Linked DNA regions of Mus musculus: regions 1 and 2 are each linked to region 3. Evidence: chromatin contacts called from public promoter capture Hi-C data. All regions are on one chromosome and are shown on one strand. The core of a region is the stretch at or near the end of the contact, and the rest is flanking DNA. Distances in the headings are between cores, read along the strand shown.

The links. Promoter capture Hi-C pulls out the DNA fragments that hold promoters and counts their contacts.
Region 1: a contact with region 3 is called in a promoter capture Hi-C map of pre-B cells, with 3 times the contacts expected there. The contact joins the promoter of Lrrc17 here to the promoter of Orc5 in region 3. A contact is called at or near these places in 3 of 39 promoter capture datasets (cranial neural crest, hippocampal neurons and pre-B cells).
Region 2: a promoter capture Hi-C map of pre-B cells shows a contact between it and region 3, with 6 times the contacts expected there. The contact joins the promoter of Fam185a here to the promoter of Orc5 in region 3. A contact is called at or near these places in 4 of 39 promoter capture datasets (cranial neural crest, hippocampal neurons, liver and 1 more), 1 of 484 Hi-C or Micro-C datasets (CD4 T cells) and 2 of 115 datasets of contacts at active chromatin or transcription factors (astrocytes and pancreatic cancer cells).

The regions. Positions count from the first base shown.
Region 1 is chr5:21,541,549-21,545,535 of GRCm38.p6, reverse strand. It overlaps Lrrc17 (leucine rich repeat containing 17), which reads right to left and starts at 2,009. Exons shown (of 4, transcript NM_028977.1): 1 at 1,817-2,009. Fbxl13 (F-box and leucine-rich repeat protein 13) reads left to right here. Exons shown (of 21, transcript NM_001199632.1): 12 at 1,747-1,876.
Region 2 is chr5:21,423,162-21,426,864 of GRCm38.p6, reverse strand. It overlaps Fam185a (family with sequence similarity 185, member A), which reads right to left and starts at 1,962. Exons shown (of 8, transcript NM_177869.4): 1 at 1,289-1,962. The coding sequence starts at 1,697. Ccdc146 (coiled-coil domain containing 146) reads left to right here and starts at 2,188. Exons shown (of 19, transcript NM_029195.1): 1 at 2,188-2,300.
Region 3 is chr5:22,548,554-22,552,381 of GRCm38.p6, reverse strand. It overlaps Orc5 (origin recognition complex, subunit 5), which reads left to right and starts at 2,044. Exons shown (of 14, transcript NM_011959.3): 1 at 2,044-2,190. The coding sequence starts at 2,119. It overlaps 6030443J06Rik (RIKEN cDNA 6030443J06 gene), which reads right to left and starts at 1,969. Exons shown (of 3, transcript NR_102315.1): 1 at 1,910-1,969.

The DNA of each region.
Region 1 (3,987 bases), core at 760-3,259, 1.0 Mb after region 3:
TTGCTAAGGGCTTGTCAAAAGGGGAACTCCTAAACAAAAGACTATTGTCTTCACTTGGCAGCCAGGAAAGCAATCCTCACTGGGATAGGGAAGTTATAGTAAAAGCATTAAGACTCTGATTATAACTCAGTTTGGTCAGAGTCCAAATTCTTGTGTATTTTTCATGGTGTGTACTGTCTGTCTCACCACCCTCTATCTCTACATTAAAGCAATGTTATGAGAAATGGCACCCCAAGCTCAGAGAGAGAGAGAGAGAGAGGAGAGAGAAAAGAGAGAGAGAGAAGAAGAAGGAGAAGGAGAAAGAGGAGAAAGAGAAGGAGAAGGAGAAGGAGAAGGAGAAGGAGAAGAAGAAGAAGAAGAAGAAGAAGAAGAAGAAGAGAGAGAGAGAGAGAGAGAGAGAGAAAGAGAGAGAAAGCATTCTCAGTCCACTGGGGGGCTGAGGAGAGGGGTGTGTCTTTGGATGTTAGCGAGTTCTCTCTTTCCAGGTCCAGCCCACTGCCACTGTGGTCCAAAAGCTGCTTTGGCTCTTCTGTGGAATCTCATGCACACAGCTATTCCCAGAGGGGAACGTGTGTTCTCAATCAGTAACTCACCTCGGAATAGAGCCATTAAATCATATAGACTTGAGTTTTGATTTTAGGGCTAAATCTAACCTATGGGCAAGGGTTGCATATCTTATTTCACATTTATGTTAAGATAAACTTGCTTTGCAAGCATCAGGAGAGGTGGAGGGGCATTCTCTGCCTCCTTCTAGAGTACTCGATGGCCGCTAAGCTGTTGCAGACTCCAGACTAAGAGCGTATTGGTAGTTATTGCACAAGGAGGCAGCAAGAATCCTTACATTTTTAAAGAATGCCATGCTGAGGAGGGCTTAGAAGCTTGTCCACAGAGTGTCCTGAAAATGCCAGCCCTTACGTGGTGGAACAGACACATCCTAAACCAACCCATGCCCGCCCGGTCCCCTTTCTTCTGGAAGCTCTCATTTTGGTCATTGTGGTAATGGCATCTTTCCTGTTCCAACTCCAGTGAGATTGACAGCCTCCTGTGTAATTTTTATTTGTCTCAAGTGTTGCCCACTTAGCTACTCGATGTTCTTAGCCTATGTTTAACTCCTGAGTACATATCAGTCTGAACCGTTATTTTTAATTATCCTAAGGACATCATTACTCACAAAGCCATGCACGTTGAAATCTCTGGCTTTTAAATCATTTTTTTAATCAGACCCATTTTTTATTTGTCTCAAGTGTTGCCCACTTAGCTTGCTGCGTAAGGTTTTGTCTTCTTTCTGCCCTGATTCCTCACCATGATGGAACAGCTACTTTCCATAAAATGCTTATGAAATGTTTATCTTTCTCAACAGTTCATGTAGTAGTTTGGCAAAGGTAAGAGCTAAAAACTAGAGAGTAAACTCTAACTTGGGTTTCAGCAACAGACTTTCAAATAATATGCATGCAAGACTCCACCCACCCTCCAGCCAAGAAAAGTGTTACCCCATCAAGTTTCATGGAATCCTCCCAGATAGCCTTTCTTTCCCTTTGACATGCAGCCATGCATTATCTTCTCTATCACTGACACCCCCTTCACGTAACAGCAAGAGAGACTGCAGCTGTAAAACTGCCGAACATCTGCAAGCAGAGTGCACGATGAATACAGCTTTCGGTCTCTTTGTCATAGTGGCTCAAGAAAGACTTGAGAAAAGCTAAGTATTTGACTCTCCTTCCTCCCCTCTCTGCCCCATCGCCCCAGGTACTTCCACAACTTACAGAACCTCAGTCTGGCTTACTGCCGAAAGTTCACCGACAAAGGCTTACAGTACCTGAACTTGGGGAACGGATGCCACAAGCTCATCTATCTGGACCTTTCCGGCTGCACCCAGGTTTGCCTCCCAGTCTCAGTCTTCTCTGTCCTGCAGCAGGCGAGGACGTCCTCCCGAGAGCCAGCTGCATCCAGCCCTCATGTTGCACTAATGCTGTGCGTGGAGCACAGAACACTCTGCTGAGGTTTTAAATTACATGGCCACAGCTGCTTCAATTTTCTCCAGGATTGCTACTATAGGCGCCTGGCTTCTGTCCACAGGCGCGTCACATCAACAAACAGGCAGAGCTCATTGGATGATGAAACGGACCACTTCTGAGAACAGTTTGAGGGCAGAGTCCAAATCTCCAAAACTTTATAGAGCCACTAAGATACAAACAAATGGGGTGGGATACACAGGATTCCTGACAAGGCAGTTAGGTCCCCCGTGGGCTTTTCTCTGGGTAAAATGCTACAAGCAATAAATGTGAGAAATAGAAGTCCCACATAAAGGACCGTAAATGTTTAAAACTGCATTACATACATATCCTAAATATTACAAAGATGTGAGATTCGGGTGGGAAACTGTTTGAAGATGAAGGGACAGGGATTGGGGAAGTTGGGCAGGCAGTCATGTGAAATATATGGCATTCAGATGCACTCGCTACTTCTTCCACAGTTCCTTCTGCTATCTATAGTTTCCATAGACTTAAGCTATCCTTCCTGTGACCAATTTTCTCCCATTTCTTCGTGTCTCAATATTGATGTCTTCAGTAGTATACTATGTTCTTCATAATGCCACACAGGTGAGAGCTGGTTAAAATAAATGTCTAACCACAACCAGCTAGCTGTAGTTGCCAATGATTGAGCTGTTTTTGTGTTAGGTGAGACATCACTCTTTATACAGTGGATTCCTTGTGAGGGTTTTGTGCCCATTTACCAAAGTTCCAAGTGGTAGAATAAACCGGCCAGTTTTGCCTAGAAGCCTATGGTGTAGGTCACATGATAAGCACCTGGAGGCGGACACCACGGGGCAAGGAATTCTTATGCAGCTGCACTGTTCCCTGAACATGACTTCCTAGTGTTCTAGGTATGAGAGGTGAGAAGAGAAGACTTGTCTAAGGTTGAAATAAATGTACAGAATGGATACTTCCGTGAACTAGCGTGCAGACGTGCATTAGTACCAACCAGGACTTAAGTTGGAAGTACCCTTGTTTTCCTCATTGTGGCTGGATTTCTGATAGCTTTTTGACCTTGGCCATCTGATGTCTCTAAAGTACTTATTAAGAAAACCTGGGACTGTAGGAATTGTACATTCTTTCTCTGCTTTCCGTTGAGAGCAGCTGCTTTAAAAAGCTTTGTTATGGTTTTACAGCCTAGGAATGTCTTTCTCCCAGATCTGGGAGCTGTCCCTTTGACACAATCTCATCAAAGAGGATAGTGTCTCATCTGTGGGAGGGTAGAACACTACCTCAGATGAGACCCTAGGAAACACAGACCCCCCCTACCACAGAGAAAAGTGTTTCTAAGTACAGAGAGAAATTTGTGTGCTCAAAAAATTCCTCCAGCCAAACTTGCTAACTGTAAGTGTTTTAGCACTTTCCCTGCATCTCACCTTAAACAGTCTCCCACAGTAGGCCTTATGTTGTGTACATGCATATTGTGGCCACAACACACATAAACTTGTCTATGCACACACACAAACACATTCATGCCGCCCCACGTACACACATGAACAAACATGTACAAGCACACTCATTCCCATATATACTCATACATACACATGCACACATCTACACACATCTACACACACACACACACACACACACACACACACACACTCTCTCTCTTTCTCTCTCTCTCTCTCTCTAGGCAGTTATTAGCAGATACAGTAGAGTCCAAGTAAGATTCTGTGCTCTACTGCCAAACATACCTGATCTGTCATTGAAAACTGAGCTAATGTTTAAAATTGTAGGGTTTTCACACACACACACACACACACACACACACACACACACACACACACACACACACATACCTAGATTTAAAAAATAAGCGCAACCAAAGGCTAGAGATATTCATATTGTAGGGGGTGCACTCCACTATGGTAGCAGTGAACTGGAGCTGAGTCAGCCGTTTCCCTTTGAGCCGGGGCATGCTTGCATCTTCATTTGCAACCTGGCCTCTGTTTGA
Region 2 (3,703 bases), core at 713-3,212, 1.1 Mb after region 3:
AAGCCATGCACTGACACAAGCAGAACTGCCTGCCCACCTGAGCCTTGTCATATGGCAGGAAACAAGGCAGAGCTGACAACTATACAGGTAAGCGAAGGGATGCTAAACACACTCTGTTGCTGGGAAGGAGGGCGGGGAATTAAGGTTAACACAGGAGTAGTAATGGGACATCCACTGGGACACTCTATCACAAGCTGGAGGAACAACTATCAATAAAATCAGCGATGTAGATTTGAGGGGCCTATGGAATCGAGGCAGTACCCTGAAAATAAGCCCCTGGCTTTAAAAAGAAGCAGTGAGGTAATTTGGGATCGCTGGGAGAGGTAATACCCATCTCAGAGAGGCTGTTTTAAGTTTTGCCTCTCTCTCCTTTGACTCCCATTTTATTCTGCACTGTGGTAAAGCCCCACCGGCACTTCAGAGTATTAAAATTTGGAGGCACTGTCTCTTATTCATTTAGGCTAGTTAGAAGTTGAGAAGCAACGAAGCCTAACAGCTCACATCCTAGCCCTGCCTACTTGTATTTAAGGTGGAAAGACACCTAAGGAAGCAAATTTCATAATGTCACCACGCACGGGGCCTTTGTTTGTTCAGTCACAGTATGTATCTTATACTTCCTTTACTTCAATGTCCTCATCTGAAACGGTGACAAAAGCATCCACCCTACCGAGCAACTGTGAGGGTTAATATAAAATAATTTTAGAAGAGGTAAACGGTGCTATTGCTATCATCAGCAACACCATCCTTCAGTTCCAGGAAGAATGAGAGCCCCAGAACCCTTTCTAGAAAAGTATGTGTGCTCAGCGGTTTGCATCTGGGAAATAAAATAACGGGACTCAGATGCCTAAGAAATACGTTTTGCAGGTACTATTATGAATTTCCCCAGACAGTCTTAACTATGTGTCTTGCTTCAAAGTTTGTATTCGCAGAGAATTTACTTATGCCTAAATGAATAGACATCTACCAACCTGGGTACCTGTTGGAAAGCAAGGTTTTTTGTTCGTTTGTTTTTGTTTTTGTTTTTCTAGATTAGCTGGAAGCATCTATACATAGAGCTGACGAGGGACCAGAGCCCCGAGATGTGGGCTACCAAACCACTGGATAGTTATCAAGAAACCTCAACCCTGAACGATGCTAATGACTGTGATGCTAATGGCTCCACAATGTAATTAGACTCAGATTATTCCAATACAAGCTTCCACTCGGCTTTAATTTTCCTCCTTAATTGGAAACCCAACGCTTAAACACTATTAGTTTTGTGACCCAAACCCTTTTTCACTTCACTTGCCAAATTTGACGGGCGCGTTCACCTCCACCGACGCCTGGGGGTCGATGTCGTCCGACAGAATGGCCATCTCCTGCCGATCAGCATCATACTTGACCTGCAGGCTGTCCAGGCCGCGCGCCACGTGCTCCACGCCGCACACCGCCACCTGCACGCGGTCGCCATCCGGGTGCGCAAGGGGATCCAGGGGCCTCACGGCCAGGTGGCAAGGGAGCCGCGCCCTCAGTCGCCCAAACGGGCTCACCTGCAGCGTCCACTCCCTCAGAGCCCCACGCGCCAGGCCGGCCCCAGAGTCATCGGGCGCTGATCCCTGCCGCTGCGCCCCACTGGAGCCGCAAGTCCGAGCCCCGAGAGCTCCGACCAAGGCGCCCGCCCGCACTCGGGACGCGCAAGGAGGGAGGCGGCCGAACATGCTCTCCCTTGGAACGCTTCAGCCTTGGCTCGCTGGTCCCGGGACCACAAGAACCACGAGCTGCCTCGGGTCAGTCACGAAGGGGACAGCATGCACGGCTCCGCCAAGGAAGAACGAGCCAGGCCCCCAGCACAGTACTTAACGCCTTAAATCCCGGTAGGAAAGTTAAAACTTCAAAGAGCCTAGTTGAAACCCTGACCTGGACAAGTCACCTATTTCCGCCCCTTTGGCGGAGGCCATCGGGATATGTAGTTTTAAAGGAGCCAAACATCAAGGTGTTCTGGTAACTGTGAAACTACATATCCCAGGAGACAGTGCGCTGAATACACAGACTGACAGCCGATTGGTAGAGGAGCCCCCGCTCCCCCCTCGTTGCTTTCCCGTTGCTTCAAGCCCATTGGCCAAGAGAGCAGAGAAAGAAAAAAAGTTAATGTAACTGACCAATAGGAAGAGTAGAAGGGACGGGATAAACTCAGCTGTGGTTACTTTGGATACCAAGGACGCGACTCTTAGGAGAGGGTGAAGTTTTGAAGTGAGACCCCAGGGACCAAAACACACGGAGAAAAATAAGAGTTTAAACAAGGATCAGGACCAAAAGAAAGGGTAAGAAACAGCATGTTTATAGATGGGAATCAGATTCAAAGTTAGGAATACTTTCTTTAGGTAGTTAGAACCAAAGGTCACCAAACTAATGTGGATTCCCTGGGAATAGAGAATCCCCCTCACAAGAGACCTTAGCATGAGAGGACAGACACGTTCTGTTGCTTTCTCCCTTCTCTGTCCTTTAAGGGAACTCCCACTTAGGTAAAAAATACTAGATAGAAAAAGTGTTAGAAGCCAGGTATGGTGGCGCACGCCTTTAGTCCCAGCACTCAGGAGACAGAGGCAGGTGGATTTCTGAGTTCGAGGCCAGCCTGGTCTACAGAGTGAGTTCCAGGACAGCCTGGGCTATACAGAGAAACCCTGTCTCGAAAAAGAAAAAAGAAAAAAAAGGAAAAGAAAAAGTGTTAGAATTCTGGCTCTTTCTTAACTGTAAGTAGTAATCTTAGGCCAGTCATTGGATGCCTTTGGGTTTTACTATTTGCTTATAAAATGATGACACTATCTTCCTTGTCTTGTGTAGAAGTTTTTTTTTTCGTTTTTACCACATTTATCAAATGAAACAATGGACAACAAAGCAGTGCACAGTATACAAAACAAAGTATTTTAGGAATGGCATATGTCTACGTTGCTAAGAGATTTGGAGACATTTGAACTTGGTTAGAGGACAGTCTTGATCTCTTTCCCTGCAACTGGTCCTTGGCCTTAATGGTAAAATAAAATCTCTCTCTCTCTCTCTCTCTCTCTCTCTCTCTCTCTCTCTCTCTCTGGATCATAAGACTTGTTAGGGGATGTCAGAATTTTTTCCTGGTCCTGTTGTATTATCTATGGCACAAGAAATGTTTCTTCAGTTTTGATATAAGACAGACTGTGCTAAATAACTCTATAAGTTAACTCTTTTTTTTATTATTCAGTAGGCAGTAAAGATAATGGGAAATGGGGGGTGTGGACATTATTTCAGCCATATTTGCCTATTCTTCTCCCCATTCTACAAATAATTCCCTAAATTCCTTACATACAGATTTAACTAATTGCAAGTCCAGTGTGATGGTGTTCACTTGTAAGTTTTCAGAGTTTGGGAAGCTGAAGCAGAAAGATCTCAAATCTGAGGCCCACCTGGACTATATACGGAGAACGTTGTGACAAATAAAATACACAATAAGTAAATAAAATGATACCTTTAAAGATCAAAACTCTCAGCCAAATATGGGACCCCAATTCTTTGAACCTGAAGTGACAGATGGATAGATAGACTAGGCTAAAGTCCTCCCCAGCGTCCATGTTGTTCTCTTAGTGAAGACTATGGTAGTGGTGGTGGCAGTGACAGCCCTGCCCTGCTGTCAGCCATCTGAGAAGAAGGCCCCTATCCTTGAGGACCTCCACCAAGGTGAAACCTGTCCTTGACT
Region 3 (3,828 bases), core at 795-3,294:
GAGGAACTCATGTCCAAGGAAAAGCCATGGAGTCCTTCCTGGTACTTGGGTTCAGCTACAGATCAAGTGCTTAAACTTTTTTTTCTTTTAGATCAAGTCCAGTCCCAATATGGAGTATGCTTGGCCTCTCAATATGATTGTATATATAAGCAATCCCCAAACTTCTAGCAAAGAACTCCTACAGCTGATCAACAACTTCAGCAAAGTGGCTGGATAAAAAATTAGCTCAAAGAAATCAATAGACTTCCTTTACACAAATGATAAACTGTCTGAGAAAAAAAATAGGGAAACAACACCCTAAAGAAAGAAATTGAAGAAGATATCAGTTAGATGTAAACTCTCCCATGCTCAAGGATAGGCAGGATTAAAATAGTGAAAATGACCATCCTACCGAAGGCAATTTACAGATTCCAACACAATTTTTTATAGACCTTGAACAAGCAATTCTCAACTTCATAAGAAACAAACAAACAAACAAACAAACAAAAACCACAGGAGAGCCAAAACAATCCTGAGCAATGAAAGAACTTCCAGAAGAGTCACAGTCCCTGACCTCAGGCTGTAATAAAGAGCAACAGTGATACAAAACACCTGTGTGATACTGATACAAAAACAGACTCACAGATCAAAGTAAATGAATCAAAGACCCAGAAACAAACTCACATACCTATGAACACTTGATCTTTGAAAAAGAAGCCAAAATTATACAGTGAAAAAGAAAGAAAGAAAGAAAGAAAGAAAGAAAGAAAGAAAGAAAGAAAGAAAGAAAGAAAGCAAGCACCTTCAATAAATGGTGCTGGTCTAACTGGCAGTCTGTATGTAGAAGAATGAAAATAGATCCATATTTATCATCTTGCACAAACCTCAAGTCCAAGTGGATCAAGGATCTCAACATAAAACCGGATACATTGAGTCTAATAGAAGAGAAAGTGGGGAAGAGCCATGAACACGCTGGCATAGGGAAAATGTCCTGAATAGAACACCAGTGGCTCAGGCTCTAAGATCAAATATTGATAAATGGGACCTCATGAAACTGAAAAGCTTCTGTAAGGCAAAGGGCTCTATCAACAGGACCAAACAGCAGCCTACAGATTGGGAAAGGATTGTCACTAACTACTTATGGTAGAGGCTGTGGAGTAAGGGGAATACTTCTTCATTGCAGGTAGTAATTCAAACTTGTACAACCACTTTGGAACCAAAGTGTGTGTGTGTGTGTGTGGTAATTAGATTTCCTCCACAGGCAGTTGTATTGTTCAATAATACATAATGGGCCTCTTTCTAATATGGGTGCCGTGTTTTCCTTGTCTTTTTGCACTGTTTATGAAATCTATGTGTAGCAGACACTGCGTACATTATCTTTTATTCTTAAAAATACTCTACTATAGTCCTTATGTTCTATATAAGGAAGTTTATAAATAAACGGTTCAAAGATTCTCCCAACATCTCAAAATTCAGAAAAAGTTGAGTCAATGTTTCCAGACCAAATTTTTTTTTCAGGACCCAAAGCCCTCTCTTTGGACACGAATTTTCTTATTCCTATACATTCTTTCATTTCAAGGCTTTTCTTCTTCCAGGTGTCCTATAAATGTGCAAGGACAACGTTAATTTTACTGATTACCCTCACTAACACTCGAATACTTCCACATCTAGTTTCAAGCTTGCAAAGACAAACAAATGATTTTATTTAGTTAGTTCCACAGAGTTCCCATTGTCCACTTTCTTGCCAGAGGAAAACCAATTTTTTTTTAAAGAATACTCGTTTCTGTCGGTACTTTTATGTGTGCGGCTTTCTGGAGGGAACTGAAGACACAGAAGGTGGGCGGTGAGGTGCCCCCAGGTCGCCCTTCAGCTTGTGTAAGGGTTTCAGGCTGGAAAGCTCAGGCCAGAGTGGGAAGCGATAACCACTTACCAGTAACCGACCACTGAGCACCGCCGCCTGGAGACTAGAGCGGCCCACGTTGTCGCGCGGCTCCCTGACGTCACTCGACCGCGCTGGCTCCGCCCCCAGCCCAGGCTTCCGGCCGGAAAGCTTGCGGTTGTTCTACGTGAACCACGCCTGAGTGGCGCAGGGCTGACCGGAGGCCAACTGCTCTGCAGTATCAGGTGGTGCCCGCCAAAATGTCTCACTTGGAGAGCATGGTCCTCTGTCGAGAGGCCCAAGTGTCCACTTTGCAGTCCCTGTTTGGAGAGGTATTGTAGTCAGACTGCTTCCCAAATGCCAGAGGCGAATGCGTCCTGGATCCGTTCCGTTTGGGGGGAGTACTGTGTGGATTGCGAGGCGGTAGGCTATCCCCCTTATGTTAAGATGGAGGTGCGGTATGACTGCCCCACACTTACCCAAAGAAACTTCTCAGTCTATTTTAAAGGAGACTGCAGAGGAAGAGCTGGCCTGCTCTACAGGACGTCGGCTAGGAAGTGCTCCTTTTACTTGGACCACACTTTGGAGATTATGTGAGCCCCAAATAGCTACTGCAAGTTGCTGCAGAACAGGGTTTGGGTAGGAAGTCTGTTTGCAGAGTGTTTACTAAACGCCAGTTCGCCCGTTGTAGTGAGGTATAGATTGGGTCAAATACAGAGAGGTGATTGGCTTCAAGGCCAATTAGGGTAACGCTGTGGTTTAGCCTTTAAAATCCTTCAGCTTTTCTAGAATTATAAAAGCCAGGAGAAGTCTCGCTTGGGTTTCTCTCCCTGCCGACCAGATGAGATGATTTAGAGGGGAGAGGTTAGCCTCTGAAGTGAACACAGGCTGAAGTAACATTCATTTCTCTCAGTTGCCTTGCATTGTGCTCATTAATTAGAATTGATTGCACTTGGATCTTATCTGGGAGATGAGCAAATACAAATAGCCATTTAGTCTTCCTTTAGAAATGTACTTTCATCCAGCAGAGTGTCGGATCCAGTGCGTCTGTGGTGGCAGATGAAATAGTCATGGAAAAGTACTTCCCTCCATCTAAAAGGCGTCATGTTAGCAATTCTAGAGGTCAGCTGCATCTGTAGTTCCTAGTTATAATGCTTTCAGTTATAGTTACCTATATTATTGAAATGTATAATTGTTTATGCTCTGTACATTCCTTCATTGGACTTGATAAACCCAGATTATTCTAACCAAAAGTACTCCTCTTTTTTTGAGGAATACTTTATTAGCAAAATAAGATAGGTAGGGCTGATTTAGCAGTGGGTCCCAGAAAAGGCTTCACCTTTGCTCTTATTTAATACTACATCTAACAAAAACAATATTTTTCTTCAAGGAAGTTTGCATGTGGGAAATACAAAGAACCACTATAGCAAATAGCTACAGAAGAAAAAAGAGCTAGCTATGCTCGTAGAAGACTAATTTATATGTTTAGCAAGTGTGTATTTTCTGAGCACTGGCTCTGTGTGTGGCACTGTGCCAGATTCAGTCTTGTGGCACATGTTGGGGAAAAGTTAAGTGACAGTGGAGTCAGAGTTCATTTCAACTCTAGGTGACAATGTGAACGTTGTTTAAAAGGGGAGCATGCTGGTTAGTTTTGCCCTCGTGGGAAGAGAGAACATAACTGAAAACAAATATGCCTCCAACAGATAGTCAGTAGGCAAGTCTGTAGGACATTTTCTTGATTAATGATTGATGTGGGAGGGCCCAGCCCACTGGGAATGGTACAACTCCAGGGAAGAAAGCAAGCTGAGTAAGTCATTAAGACACCTTCCTCCGTGGCCTCTGCTTCAGTTTCTGCTTCTAGGTTCTTGCCTGGAATTCCTGCCCCAACTTTCCTTCATGATGAACTATAACCGTCAAGCTGAAGTAAACCCTTTCCTCCACAGGACGCCTCTGAGCATGCTATTAATCAC